Regions from separate parts of the Mus musculus genome. Here region 1 is linked to region 2. A link is a contact called in public promoter capture Hi-C data. All regions are on one chromosome and are shown on one strand. The core of a region is the stretch at or near the end of the contact, and the rest is flanking DNA. Distances in the headings are between cores, read along the strand shown.

Region 1 (7,863 bases), core at 1,116-3,615, 1.8 Mb before region 2:
CACCTTTCTCTGTTTCCTTATTGATGACATGGATCAGATCGCTCCTACGACCAGGCATTTCTGACCACAATGGGCTTCATGCCTCTGAAGTGTGAGCCAGAATCAACCTTTTCTCCATTAGGCAGCCTTTTGTCAGGTGTTTGGTCATACTGATGAGGAAAAATAACTAGAACAGATTTTTTTCTTTTTAATTATCTGTAAGTATAAATGTTATGTTAACAATTTTCAGATTTGTTGCTGGAAATATAAACATGGAAGATTCTGTGAATGGAAGCTTCTTTGAATGACAGACTAGGCGAGATCTCTTAGAACTCAGATACAACCATAATCTGGAAAACATTACTGAAGAGAGAAGAGACTTGTTCCTTTCCCATTGAAGCATCCATTCTTTCAATCTTTGGTGGAGAAGGCTGATCTAGCACGTGTGTATAGCAAGAGGCAAGAAACAAGATAGGAGAAACACTGGCAAACTATGATTCACCAAAGGAAAGGATTTCACACAAAACAAAACACAACACAACAAAACAAAAACACTTGCTTTGTTTTGCATCCTCCTGGAATAAATAAAGACAAAATTTATGAAGGAACTATTGGATCTGAGAACATGGAGGGCATTGGTGACTTTGAAACAGTAACCTTCTTGGTTTAGCAAGGTGCAATTCCAACATAAGAGACAACAGAAAATGAGATGAACAAAATGGTGGAGAAAACAAGATTTTTACTACCTGGAACACATATGAGTGTTACATTGATGGGCTCCAGATAAAAGATAGTTTGGAGAGTTTCATTTCAAGGTGGAGATATGAAAGTGTAGTTGTAAGTTGATGAGAACCAAGACACTGATAGGCAAATGTGATACATCAGGAGAGCAAGAATTGTTATTGAGGACTCTTGCCACGTGGTAGATATACTGCCAGGTAAAGAGGTACCCAGGTAGGGATGAGATGAAGCAGATGATGCCTTCAGAAGTAAAAACCATTCTTCTGTGCAGTTGGTTGGTGGAGGAGACAGCTCTGGAAGCTTGGGATGTGGGAAGATATGCTGATGTATAGTGGCTTAAAATCTGTCAATAAATCAGGGGTAAATCATTAGCTATGGAGATGTAGGTGAGGAAATAGCGATAGTGAATGAGAGAACACTTCTGATAAATAGATGGATCAAGAATCTAGACTCTAAAAGGTGGTAAAGCTGACACACAGCTATCCTTTGTAGAGAACCCAAGTAAATGAATAGGGCATTTTTGTAGTACTGGAAGAGTGGCATATGTCAACTTGTAGGAGTCTGACAGCATGGCCAGAAGAATTGTCAGTCAGTAGAAAGAGGGCATACAGATATTGGAATGAAAGTATCCTCTTGGTCTCTTATATTTCCTTCATGCTACTTCCTCTCTCACACACCACTCCAACCTCCGATCCTCCCAGACAAGCCATGCTCCAGGAAGAACTACTTTGATCCACCACCACCCTCTGGACCCTCCCACACTAATTTCGTCTAGTGTTGGTCTATTTCCCTACATTCCTTCCCCACCTGGAGGATGCATTCATTCTAATATCTATATGGCCACTTTCCTTTTTTTCCCCCCTTAAGATTCCATTTTAGTACTCCAGTTCCCTGGGAAGTCTTCCTTTGATAATAATCTATCTCACACTCTTTCTACTATCTTCTATCACTGTGGTCTCATGAGACATGTTCCTACACTTGTCTAAACTTTCCTATACTGTACTGTCATCTGCCCCACTCTGATAATTTACTAGTGCTATATAGCTTACTAACAACTTAACATGGTGCCCAGCAAACAGTAGCTCGATATATACTTAGGAAATGTAAAAATAAAGAAAAATGTGAGCAAAAAATTCTAGCTTTCAAATCTTGCTCTCTCGATTTGTCTTTATTCTTCTTCCTCCTCCTCTTGCTCTTCCTCCTTCTCTTCTTCTTTAGTTGTTGTTGTTTAACTAAACCGACCCAGAAAACCCTTATTCTTGCTAAAAACTAGAAGGTTTGTAGTGCTCCAACAGGGTGCGCTACATGAAGTAAACAGGTTCCTAAAAGCAAGTAGTATCTTGTTATAGACTGATTATTCTTACTTCATTTGGTTTGAGATCCTTTGTATTCAAAGGGTTTTCTTTTTTGCACACTGAGTTCCTGTCCTTCCCAGCTACTGTTGCAGAAGTTTTGATGTAGATTCCAGAAGGTCAAGGGTAGTCAACGTGTCAATGCATGCTTCCCTGCCCCCACTAGTCAATCCCTTGAGAATATTCTATTTTACAAAGCATTTTTTTCCCAAAAAAAGTGCCTACACTTCTGGAGCAATTCATCTGCAATTTGCTGTACTTCATAGGGCTCAAAGCCCCCGCGTGTCTAAACTACTAGGAACGATTTCTGGACACGTCAATAAAAGTTCCCTAATGAACAACAGCTGTGAAGAACATGGCTTTAAATAAATTGATTCCAAATTTCTCCCCATGTTTCTGCGATTTTTCTTTTTAAATGGGCACCGCTGACTTTAAACTTGGCTATCTGAGAGAGAGAGGAAGGAAAAAATTATACATTGTTCAAAAAATATTTCGTTCTCGTGCACTTTTTTTTTTTCCCTCTGAAGAGGTTAATGTTCTTCTCACAGATTTTCCTCACTTCTGTTGTAATAGCTTTGTCGAGGAGAGGATGCGTTATATATCACCTCGTTTTCTACCTGGGAAAGTTTTTCCTGAAACTAGGAAAGTTACAGACTCACTCAGATTGGGAGGCAGGATTAGAATTCAGGCCCCATAATCTCAATAATTATATTCAGGGCAAAAATCTAGCTGTCCTGTAAAATTAAACCCAGACCATCTCTCTCACAAGTAGATACCTCTCAGGGCAGGAGTGTTTCTGTTATACCCATCTTAGACACCATTGATTTCATGCCTAACTTGTATTAATTACATTTGTTTCAACATTTGTGTTCAATTATGAAATCAAATTATATTTGATATTTTTCCCTCCAAGAAGTAAAAGGCCACCAATTTGCTTAATACTCCACACAAACTTTTATATCAGAATTACTATACCCCTGAAATCTTAATTAAGCCTTCAAACACATTTAAACTTTACAAGGAATGAACTTGAACTAGTCATCAGAAAATAAAAAGTAGCACTTGGAAGAAGCTCATGACGGATGCTGTTTCCATGCTGGGATTTAACAGCACTGCAGATGGTCATTTTCCCACTTTCTTTCCTTTTAGGGGCGCCTAGAAAATTTGGCTAGGCAGCCACACAGTTTCCCCTCTCTGATCTACTTCTCTGGACATCTGCGTTTCCTGTGGATTGCGTTCAATCGGCAATATTGAAGCAGTAAATATTTCACCTTCCCGTTCCTCTCTTTCACTGTAACTGACTGAAAGGAGAGACCACGATAGGCTTCTATCTCTAAAAAACCCTCCTTCTGTCTCCTGCTGCCCACTTCCTCTGCCTTTTGAAGAAGCAACGTGTGACATTGTTTTGTTGGAGCAGAGGCAAATTCAGGATGGTGGGCGGTAGGATGGAGAGTGGGAAGGGTTGATTTAGGACCCAGGAATTGTTGAACAGAACAAAATGAAAAGCTGTTCCCAATTTGAAAAGTGAGTTGACGTCTGTTACTCTGGTATGCAGTAAAACATGTTTTCCATCTAGGACATAATAAAAGCTACAAGCATTTTACACTGTGCATTAGGGCTGCATCTTTAATGGAACATCTTTTCATATAGAGCACGTTCAGAGTTCGCTGTTTGATGATACCTTTGAACATTTTATCACTGCAGTAGATGGAATATCTCACAGTCGAGGCAAATCCCAGATGAATTGGCAAAACACCTCCGTGGAAATGCCTCTGCGGGGTTTATTGACATTTCATTTCTCATCTGTTTCTGTACACACTGTGTGGGGGACTGGAGTGCATGCGCAGCTTTAAAGGGGCCTTTACTTTCATGATACACAGAAGGCACAAAGAAAACCCAGGGTTAAAGAGGAAGAGAATGCTGAGGTGAGAGTAGAACAGTGGGAAGAAAAAATGTTATCAATGTGGATCGAGGAAAACTTCATTGTATTGAGCCCTGGGTGGAGGGAAAGGCTGGGGAAGCAGAGAACTGCAAGGCTCCTGAAGGAGTCATTCACACTGCTTGCTACGTAGACAGCGCCCTCTAGAGGCGCACAGATGTAGTGCCCCACACTGTGAAGATGTAAATTTTTAGCATCTGTTGAGTGGCCAAAGAAAAATGCATGTCTAAGAATCCTTTTTCCCCCCTCTCTCTTTTATTATTTCTTTAAAAAATTCTTCTCTAAGATAATTATTTCCTCCCTTGACACTTAAATATTGTCTTCCCGCCCGCACCCCTCAGCGTGCTCAAGTCTCTTCTGTCCTGTATTTTCCATGTGTGGTTTCAGCTCCAATGTTCCGATGGCTTCAAATCCTTATCCCCAGAAAGCATCAGATCTATCTGCATCGGGGATACCTGGGTCTATGTATGCATGCCCTGTGCCTTGTGCTCAGGATCTCCTACACTGAACTTGTAGTAGCCAAACCCAGTGAACTTTCATCCATCAGTTTAGGAGACTACAGACCAAGCCTAAAAATTCAAGGTTTGTTTTGTTTTCTTTCTATTCGTCTCTCAACTATTACACCCTAAATGCAATTTCCCTTCCCTGCCCCCCCAAGTCTCTCCCCCTACCTCCCCTCTCCCCTAACCACTCTACCTCCACCTCCCCTCAGAAAGGAGCAGGCCTCCCAAGGACGTCAACCAACATACACAGGTATTGCACAGGTACAATAAATAAGACCAGGCACATACCAACCTATCAAGACTGCATGAGGCAACTGAGTGGGAGGAGAATGGTCCCATAAGTGGGCAAAAGAGTCAGTGATAGTCCCCACTCCTGCTGTTAGGATTCCTAAACAGATCCCAAGATGATCAGCCATATTATATGCAGAAGACCTATGTCAGAGCCTTACAGTCTCTCTGATCTCTGATTGAAATGAATCATTCTGATTCATTCCTGTATTTTCCTAGGCAGTCTGCTGTGGCTGCCTAAACATTTCCATTCTGTACATAAATTCCATTTAGCAACTTCTATGCTTAATTTCTGGTACATAGAGAGTACTCAATTGTCATGGACTTTACCAGGACTAGATCATAATGCTAACATGGAATGTTAGTACTTTTGATGACTTCATAGCCGAGGGTTTATCTATAACTATGCAATATATTGGCTCAGCGTTTTCTTTTATTGAGCTTTTGGGTACATACATTTTTTCTTGGTCTCTTGTCTATTTAATAGATCACTGTAACAGATTATATATATATATATATAAAATCTGTTACATACATCTATATAATTTCTTCATGTTAAACCATTTAAAGAATTCAAAATAAAATTAATCAGAGTAATTACGATTACAAGCAATAATTTGATTCAGAAAACTATATTTTTATATGATAAGACCAAGTAGTTCAGAATTAAGGTTTTGATGGGATTCTAAGCAAACTCCACCGAGGAGGAAGGGCATCAAGAAACGAGGAATGTGGCAGTCAGTGCTGGAACAGATGTGCTGGAGGCTTTTAACTTGAGTTGAACATGAGGACAGAAGGCTTTACTGTTCACTGGCAGCATTAGGGAAATGGTCACATGGTCACATGTTGTTGTGTGTTGAGAAAATTGTCAGGACAATGACCATGTTGACATGCTTGGGAAACGGGTTCTAGGACAGAGAACGCGTATGGGGACCAGATGTGTTTCACCTCATATCTAAGCCCCATGTCTATTAGCCGTGTGACTAACACTTTTCCCTGGGCTTCCTAGGCGTTCTTCTCTCTTCATTGTTATAATTGATCAAAAATATTCATACATAACTATTTTTTCTCTGAAATTAATGAAGTGATATCATGTACATGAATGTATACCTATAATGGTGTTCAAATACAATGTAGCTTATAAAATTTGTGCTGATCAGAGTGTGTCAGTGATAATATATTCAACTCTCCAAATGACTTGGCTATTTAAAGAAAACTAGAAAGATCAATGATGTGGCTCAGTTGCAAAAGATTTTTCTACCATGTTCAAGTCCTGGACTCAATCCTTAGGGCTGCAAAGAGGAAAAGAAAATTATAATTAAAAAAGGAGAACTATACTGAATAATAGTGACACAGAATCATTTAAAATAATTGACATTATCAGAGTTTTGGTTAACTATTTTTTAAAGTTATTTTATCTCTACAGTATAAATTAGGGAGAATATCTTCAATATCTTTTCCTACCAGAATATGTTTCCATTTACATGGTCACGTATCACTTATTTATTTACAATTATTTGAACAAATAAAAATTTTTCTCCTTTCCTTAAAATCGTGTTTTAATTCAAATTCTTTAGCTTTATATGAAACTTGATTTTAACAGCATTGAAATACCTGCTCAGCACTTTATGTTTTGTGACCACCACTGACATACATGTTTTTTTAATCTCAGTGTTTTCATTTTGAAGCTAGCAACAATGGCATCCCTCTCATAAAGACAGTATGAGCAGTAAATGAGCCACATGTGTATCTCTGTCTTCTCCAGTGTGGGGTACTCAGCACCCATTCTTTGCTACTCACTCGAAGCTCTTCTGGCTCCCCAAGGCTAAGATCTAGAGAAAGCTTGTGTTCACCTCAGTCCAAAGTAGGCTACGTGTTCACTTTTCTTTCACATCCTTCTGGAGAAACCCTGAGCATCCTGAATACAAGACAGGATTTCTGTGGGAAAGGGCAATCCTTTCAATATCTAGCCTTGAAAATTTGCTCTCTCTTCTTAAACACAAGATAGATCATGGCCACAGACTTGACAGATGCCGAGCAATTGAAATTGAACAAGTAGAATAGGTTTCTTCCAGGGTGATCTCTGTATGAAGAAAAAAAAAATCCATGGCAAATATTCTTCGACATAAATGTGCAAAATAGAAGTGCCCATTGAAGTTGACCAGACTAGATTTTGAATGTCCTGCAACTAACTGTAGTTTAAAAAGGAAATTACTGATCTAGGGAGATAATTTGTTTTATGTAAAATATGTGAAATATTTATTTAGAAATAGATTTATTATCTTACAATGCTCTGTACACCAGAAAGCTGATGTAATTGCCTTTCATACAAACCTTGTATATACTTCTCTATAGCCACTTTTAATTCTGGGAGGAAAGGTAGAGAAAGAAGAAAAACTAAAGGCTGACCTCTAAGAACAAGAAGTATTAGTTGATTATTGCCTCAGTATCGTAAAACTCTAGAATATATTCATATGTTTGTATTTCCATTTAGGAGTAAAATTTTGAGTTTTTTTTTTTCTGAGAGAAATACATAGAAGAAAGTTTTAATCTCTGTTTCCTGAGAACACAGAGTAGACGAGACAAACTTAGAATTCAGTTCTTTTGTAATGCTGGCTTCTATATAATAAGACAAAGAAACATAAAACACAAGGATCAAACCAAAATAAGAACATAAGCATAGCAAACCATAAGAATTCAAGTTATAGTGAGATTTTCTTTCCTTCTTTCCTCTTTCTTTCCCTTCAGTATGCCAAACAAGTAAGCAAGATATCGTCTAGGTTCCACCAGTTAGGAACCAGTTTATAGTTGGGTCCAACTGACTCTAGTTAACATCACAACCATAACAACAAAAAAAGATCATATTTGCTGGCAACAGAGGTTAAGGAATGATTGTCACAAGTATGCTATCCCACAGTTAGCTCTCACTGGCTCATGAGAACTAATTGGGCAAATCTCCTTGCAACTGTATTCAATAACGTCACATTAGTAACTTGAAGTTGGCCAAGATAGGAATATTTACACTATGGAAATTGGCAAATGTTACAAGTCAGAGCCTGTT
Region 2 (7,625 bases), core at 2,824-5,323:
CTGGAACTCAAGCTCCTGTGTGCTTCCTGGCATTGTGTGCATCTCCCACCGAGGGAGTTCTCTAGGCTCTTCACCGGGCCAGTGCTTCATCATTTAGGAACAGGACAGTGGGGTGGGCAGCACGCTTCTGTCCATTCTACCTTGCCCTTTCTACACGCACACACACTGCAGCAGCCTCAACAGAGATTCCCGAGGGACATCAGACCCACACAGCCGGAGAGCTACGCAAAGGTGAGACCTTCGTGTTTATAAGAATTATAACCAACCTGATTTGTTTTTCAGTCTGATAAAGAAAATAAACTAGAATTAAACAGAGAAGCTCCAGGCTTGGGCACACCAGTGTCACTCTGCCTGCCAAAGACTGAGAAGGAAAAGAGAAGCTCCGAATTCAAACTGCCAGTCACTGGGACACAGTCTTCTTCAGAGCCACCAAAAACCAGGAGACTGCTTGACCTGGCGCCACTTGAGGAGGCCCAGCATCATGAGGGACTAAATACACCTAGCAGTGTATTGTTGAAGATAACAGAAAGGAAATAAGGGTTTCAGAATCCTGCTCAAAGTAAGACTGCTTTGTAAAAGTTGAGCACTTTTGGTGGCCTACACCTTTAGGCCCAGCACTGAAAGTTAGAAGTAGGTGGATTTCTTTGAGTTTGAGGCCAGCCTGGTCTACATATTGAGTTCCAGGGCAGCCAGGACTATACAGAGAAACCTTGTCTTAAAACAAAACAAAACAACAACAACAACAACAACAAAAAACAACCAAGGATACTTTATAAGGAGGCAATTTTGAGCTGACTGAAAAAAAAAAAGTCTGGCTACCATTATACATTCTCAAAGGACTTCAGGAATCCAAAATTTTGCTGCAGCAAGGGGGAGGGGAGATCTAGAAAGTACTGCCAAAAAAAAAAAAAAAAAAAAAGGAAAAACATCAATCTTTCCCATCATTCTTTCCAGTCCCTTCTCCCTACCAATGTGTGTTAATGAGGTTTTATTGTGGCCCATCAAGAGCCACAGGTAGGTTACAACCAACTCCACCCTCCCTGGAGAGCTGAAGCCAGCAGTGACATCATGCAAGCACAGGCCTCCCCCACTCCCTCCCATTCTGCCAGACCTGGGGAAAGTGTCTCTACTAGTCCAAATGATTACAGTAAGGGAGAGGAAAGAAAGGGAACAAATAGCAAGTCACTATTCCAGAGCAAATAACCATTTCTCCTATTCTATATAGGAGAAACAGAAGACCACAGGACACTGAGGGACAAACCTGCTTCAGTCTCTGGGGAGTAGTTGCTAGCAGCCTCTGATCCCAGCAGCTCCCCCCCCCTTCCCCATTCAAAGGCAGGCACCCAAAAGCACTCCCTATCTCTCTGGTCCCCAGGGCTGTCTGACCTGCTTCCCACAGGAGCTTAGGGAGCCCTGAGAAAGGGACCAGCTCTCTGGCAATTTGTGGATATGTGCTCTCATTTTAAGTAAATCCCAGCTGCCTTCATTTTTCAGGAAAAGGGGAAGCTCTGAATATGTCCTCACTCTTATGCACCCACTTTTAAACAAATGTGGGGTTTTTTTTTGTTTGTTTGTTTGTTTTCTGTTAGAGAGAAAATAAACCAAACTTAAAAAAAAAAAGTAAAACGAACACTCTTGCCTCCAAGTGGGAGTCTGATCCTAAAGCTCAGACAGTGACCTGGGGGCTCAGCTCATCTTCTTCCTCCAGGAAGCCTTCCATTGAGATAATTCTACTTCCTAGACCTGTTTCCCTAGAGGGTTCAACCTCCCAGGCCAGCACACAGGAAGTTCCGGAAAACGCCACCTCTAGTTGTCTACTCAGCATTATTAATGGGTGCTTGAGGGGCTTAGGTCACAGGAATATCTGCCTCTCTAAAGACACCAGGGAAGAGAACACCACCTCTCCAGATCCTGGCTGGAAAGAAATTCAGTACTGCATCTGTACTGCCCCAGTGAGGCCTCACGTTGGGCCTAGAGAACAGAGCCGGAGGTAATGCCAGGCGGGCCGGGGAGGCATGCTAAGTAGCTCCACTTTCTTCTCCACAGTGGTAACTATGATTCCAGGCATAATCTGAGTCCCACAAAAACCACAACCCTCAAACAATTTCTTGAACCTTAAAGCCAGGAGTGCACAGGAGACTCAGTTCGGAATTCATAGCCCTCCCAGAGAACCCTGATTTGGCGCCCCCACACAACCCCAACTCATGGGCAATACAATTATGGAGGCCCTCTCTTGGGCTCCAGAGTGATGGAGAGCACCAGCCACCTGGGAAGGAGCGAAGGCAATGCCATTAACAGTGACTGGGGACGTGTCCGTGTGCCACTTTATTTGTACACGACCTTGGTATCTACCAGCGCTCAACTCTCCTTCCCTGTGCACGTGTCTGCCTTTGCCAGGACTATCGAAGTTAAGCAGACCAGATGTGGCGGTGGGAGACTGCCACTTCCGGGAGGGATAAAGCCTGAGGCTCCGCACCTCGCCTCTGCCTTCCAGGGGTTGGGCAAAGCCGCCAGTGGAAAGGACACCCGGGACTTCACAGCGGGTGCGGGGGCTAGGGGCGTGGACACCCGGAGGGCAGCGCTGACACCTGGCGGCGACCCAGGACCCGGCCCACGTCAAGGACCAGCGCTGCGGGGCGGTTCCCAGGGAAGGGTTACAGGGGCCGAGAACAAAGCGCCCCCGTTGGGGAAGGCGGGCTAGCGGACGGCGGCTGGGGCGGGAGAGCACTTTCTGGGGTACCCTCGACCAAGCTCTTTGTCGGCCAAGCCGCTGATTAGAGAGACCGACCCCCACCAAAGGTGGATGGCTGCATCCTACCCAGAAGCTTTCCCCCACCAGTCGCCAGCTCCACGTTCGTCCCTCTTTCCCCGCGGCCCTACTGGGCGGGCCAAGGGACCCGCCTTCCCTACGCGCGGCTTCAGCACAAAGCCGAGTCGGGGGAGGGGAAGAGCCGTACCGGGGTCCACTCGCGGGGAGGGTCCCCCGCGCGGGCCATGCGGAGGAGGCCCTCCGGGGGCAGCACAACTTCAGCGACCCCAAAGTTGGGTTCTTAGGGTCTTCAGCGTTCTGAAGCCAACTTCCCGGAACCTCCCGCTGCCAGCTCGGCCCGGCTCACCTGGGGCAGCCAGAGAAAAACCGAAGGTCCCTGAGCCACCCTCTTGTGTCCCACAAACAGCCTTAATCCCGTCCCTCCCGCCACCCCGAACGTCAGCTTCCCCCTGTTCCCGCGCCGGCTCTGCTGTGCCCAAACTTGCCCCGGTGCAAAGGGCCGAGCGCCCGGACTCCGCGGCGCTGGGGGTGCAGCCTGCAGTCTGGTTTGAATTAGGGTCTATGGAAAAGGCGTTGTGGCCATGGCCACTGCATCCCTCCGGGACACTGGCGGAGGCCAGGCCGCTGAGATGGCCAGCAAGACAGCAACGGGAGAGAGCAACTCCAAGCGGCGCCTAAGGCCGGCGGAGCGCCTAAGGCCGGCGGACTCAGACCCATGTGGAGTCGTTTTACTTAATTGGGAGCGGGGAACCAATGGAGGTTCCACTCTGCAGGACGCCCGGACCACGAGCTGGGATAGCCTCCTGGCATCCACGGACCGTAGAGGAATTGGGACAGGAGTCCTCATTAAAGGGCTCACCATCCCAGGATCCGCCAGGCAGCGCGGGAAGAAGTCCCCGCTCCCCTCCCCCTCCACGTGCTGCCGCCTGCATGGCATCGGCGAGTGGCGAGTCCCGGCTTCCCGCCGCCTCCCAGCCCTGCCCCGGGCCACACTCACCGGGAGGGCAGGCTGCAGGCGCAGCGCCAGCGCGCAGAGCCAGAGCCAGAGCGCCGCGCGTCTCATGCTGCCCAGACCGGCGGCGGGAGCTCGGTGGGCTTCGTGGATCCGAGTTGCCGGTTGCACGGAGCTCCGGGCCGGCTCTGCTGATTGCTCTGCGCTTTGCTGTCCCAGGCTCCTGCCCAGCTCGCTGCTCTCTCGAGCGAGGGCTGTAGGTTTCGCCGGCTGGAGTCAGCTCCCGACTGCCAGGTCCCTTCCTCTGCGTTAGGCTCTGTCTCCTCTGGCCCGCACCTCTCCCGCGGAGCTCCGCCTTATAATAAACCCAAAGGCTCTGCAGTTGCAAAACTAGCCGCCCACCCCCAGCTCCGCGGGCCTGGGTAGTCCCAATCTCCACCCCTCGGGCCCCGCCCCCTGGGTTGCCCCGCCCCTTGGAGCGCCCCACCCCCCAGGGATCCAGCCACACCCCCTTCCACGCCTCCTAGGATCGAAGCCCACCCCACTCTTCAGCTCTTGCAGGTCTGAGTCCCACCTTCCTCCCCTGAGCACTGGTGAGTGCCGGCAATCTGTAATTCCCGCGTCGCACCTTCCTTGATGCGTAGCTGACGGAGACCCAGGTGCACTCGCTACTATGTCCTGGTCCGGAGTCCGGAGGCACTGCCCTGGAGAAGGGCGATTGTTAGTTCTCTACGTGCGAGGCTGCAGCGCCCTCTGGGCGAGGACACCCAGGGGTCCTCCAGGTGAGCAAGATTTTGGGGGCAACCTCGGAGCCCCACAGCGATGAGGCTATATATAAACCGAGGGATCGATGTATGGTTCCCACCTCCCCACGGGCTGAGGATAGGGGACCCCTGAGGTCTTGGTCCTTTACTTAATTGCTGGGAACTCCAGACCTTTAAAGACCTTTAAAGACATGAGCACTGTCTGGAAGAGCTGGCTTTGTTATTGTTTTTATTATTATTATTATTATTATTATTATTATTATTTTCTTTTTTGCTGTCTTTCTATTTATAGAAAGCCCCTTCTCTTCCTTGTCCAAGACCAAAGGAAAAAATAAATGGCCTCTTTGTTTCCAGGTGACCGCAGGCCTAACCAGCTGCGGAGCTCCAGTTGAATTCCTGTTCCTTCATGATTCTCTATGGGGCCTGGACCTCACAGTTTCCAACGTCCTTCAGACGTGTCAGTCCAAAAAGGAGCCCAGAGAGCCTACAGGCGAGGCAGATAGCAGCGAGAGCAAGGAGGAAGAACCAGCCCTGTCTTGCCCTCAATCTGTAGATGGTGCCAAAGGCCCTTTGCACCTGCAAGGCAGGGGCCATAGATGGCATCCATCCTTGTTCCTCAGCCCCACATCAGCTGGCCTGGACTGAGAAGCTAGATCTGAGGCTCAGCGTCTCGGGAAGTCCCCAGTGTAGACTCTACACTGTGGAACCAGCCTTCTGGGAATTCAACAGCCTCCTTTACACACACCACACCTCCAGCAGTAGCCCAACAACCAGCACCCAGTTGTGTTTGAACACTTTTGTCCTCAGGAAACTCTCCCTTTTGGCGTCTCAGCTGCCCTAGGTCTAACTATGGGCTACATACAGATCCTGCCCAGTTCTTGCCTAGATCCTTGAGGGTCTTGGTAAAGAATACCCAATAGCAAGGCTCAGGAAGGCTTAGGACCTAAAAAGCAGGTGCCTCCTAACACAGTGGCTTTGGGATCTGAAGTCAGCTCTTCAGTCCTTTGAGCCTGATATTTGGAGGAAAATAGGACACTTTGGTATTTTACCTTCCTGTCCTCTCAAAATGGGGGCGGGAGGGGGGGGGGGAGACGGGAACAGGAAGGGACTGATGAGGCTGTTTCATGTTTTAAACATGACCAGCTTGATCTTTCCTTCCAACTGCATAAGTTTAGCCCAGATCAATGAGACAGTAAAGAGGCAACGAAGACGACTCCTATAGGGAGACCCCAAGAAAGGCACATAAAGAAAGGAGGCTATGGTCCTGTTGACCTCAGAGCCCAGGCACCCTACATGGCTTGTGATTCCTCCCTGTCCTCAATATGCAAGAGGTTGGAGAGATGGCTCAGGGGTTAAGAGCACTGACTATTCTTCCAGAGGATCAGGGTTCAATTCCCAGCACCTGTATGGCGACTTACAGCTGTCTATAACTCCAGTACCAGAGGATACAACATCCTCACACGGACATACATGTAAGTGAAGTACCAATTTACATAAAATAAAATAGAATACTAATTCTAAGAAAGAGAGAGAGAGAGAGAGAGAGAGAGAGAGAGAGAGAGAGCCTTTGTTCCAGCACCCCTTACATCTAAGCTGATGGAGAGTAGGTAGGGAGCTTAGCGTCTGACTGCAGGTCTGCATGCAATTGACATCTGAGCTGGAGCAGACTGTCTGCATAGGTTGACAGTGTCTGTCAAGCTGAAAATGCATTAGCCCTCTCACCCAGGATGACTTCTCCAGGCCATTTGACTTCCCTAATAGGCATGCCGAATGCCTGTCACTGAAGGAAAACCAAAGTAGCTATGAATGGTCCCACATTTGAATTCCATGCAGTATTTCTGAAATGAAGCTAGTTAACTCCTAATATGGAAAGCTTTTTCAAAACCTACTTTGAGTAGATTGTTGGGCTGCACACTTTTAATCCCAGCTCTCGAGAGGCAGAGAGACAGGCAAATCTCTAAATTTGAGGCCAACCTGGTCTACAGAGCTAGTTCCTGGACAGCTAGAGCTACACAGGAAACCCTGTCTTCAAAAACCTAAAAAACGGGGCTGGAGAGATGGCTCAGCAGTTAAGAGCACTGACTGCTCTTCCAAAGGTCTGGAGTTCAATTCCCAGCAACCACATGGTGGCTCACAACCATCCATAACGAGATCTGGCGCCCTCTTCTGGAGTGTCTGAAGACAGCTACAGTGTACTTACATATAATAAATAAGAAAATCTTAAAAAAACAAAAAACAAAACAAAACAAAAAAAAAAACTAAAAAACGAGGGCTAGAGAGATGGCTCAGTGGTTAAGAATAATGACTGCTCTTCCAGAGGACCCAGGTTCAAGTCCCAGCACCCACAACAATGGTAGCTCACAACAGTCTGTAACTTCAGTTTCTGACACTTTTACACATACATGCAGGCAAAACACCAATGGACATAAGATAAAAATAAATTTAAGGGGCTGGTGAGATGGCTCAGTGGGTAAGAGCACCCGACTGCTCTTCCGAAGGTCCAGAGTTCGAATCCCAGCAACCACATGGTGGCTCACAACCATCCGTAACAAGATCTGACTCCCTCTTCTGGTGTGTCTGAAGACAGCTACAGTGTACTTACATATAATAATAAAATAAATAAAAAAAAAATAAAATAAATTTAAAAAGAAGAAAAAAAAACAAAAAACTTATTTTGAGATGAAATATGTATCTCAAGTGAAAAATGTCTAACATATATACTACATAGAGTGATATATATACATACATCTATTAATGTTCAAAATGTTCTTTTAAAATGTTTGTAATAACCAAGCAAAGTGTCACATGCCTTTAGTCTCAGCACTTGGGAGGCAGTGGTAGGTAGATCTCTATAAGTCCCTGGCTAGCCTGGTCTACATAGTGAGTTCCCAAATAGTTGGAGCTACATAGTGAGACCCTGTCTTTAAAAGCCAAAATCCAAAACAAGCAAATAAGCAAACAAAAAGTATACATTAAAGAAGACCTGGGGGAGAAGGAGGGAATAGGAACCACAGACGAGAGCTTTTGTGTTAACGCTGTGTCTTTAGAGCATTTAAAATGAAAATAGCTATTTATATTACTGGTTTCATTTTTCTTGGGTTTGGGTAGGGTTTTTCTTTGTAGGCCAGGCTGTCTTAAA

Evidence for each region. Promoter capture Hi-C pulls out the DNA fragments that hold promoters and counts their contacts.
Region 1: a promoter capture Hi-C map of frontonasal cranial neural crest shows a contact between it and region 2. The contact joins the enhancer-like site here to the promoter of Sdc1 in region 2. A contact is called at or near these places in 6 of 39 promoter capture datasets (the 3T3-L1 cell line, cranial neural crest, frontonasal cranial neural crest and 3 more), 1 of 484 Hi-C or Micro-C datasets (the C2C12 cell line) and 2 of 115 datasets of contacts at active chromatin or transcription factors (pancreatic cancer cells and pro-B cells).

What each region holds. Positions count from the first base shown.
Region 1 is chr12:10,568,098-10,575,960 of GRCm38.p6, reverse strand. No RefSeq gene overlaps it. Among named protein-coding and RNA genes, the nearest start is that of Gm38407, 130 kb to the right of the region's middle. Within about 2 kb of position 2,365, at least 18 of the 459 cell types and tissues checked have an H3K27ac peak or open chromatin away from gene starts, as enhancers often do.
Region 2 is chr12:8,767,844-8,775,468 of GRCm38.p6, reverse strand. It overlaps Sdc1 (syndecan 1), which reads right to left and starts at 4,073. Exons shown (of 5, transcript NM_011519.2): 1 at 3,768-4,073. The coding sequence starts at 3,833. Gm4755 (a long non-coding RNA gene) reads left to right here and starts at 4,198. Exons shown (of 3, transcript XR_381238.4): 1 at 4,198-4,504; 2 at 4,841-5,958.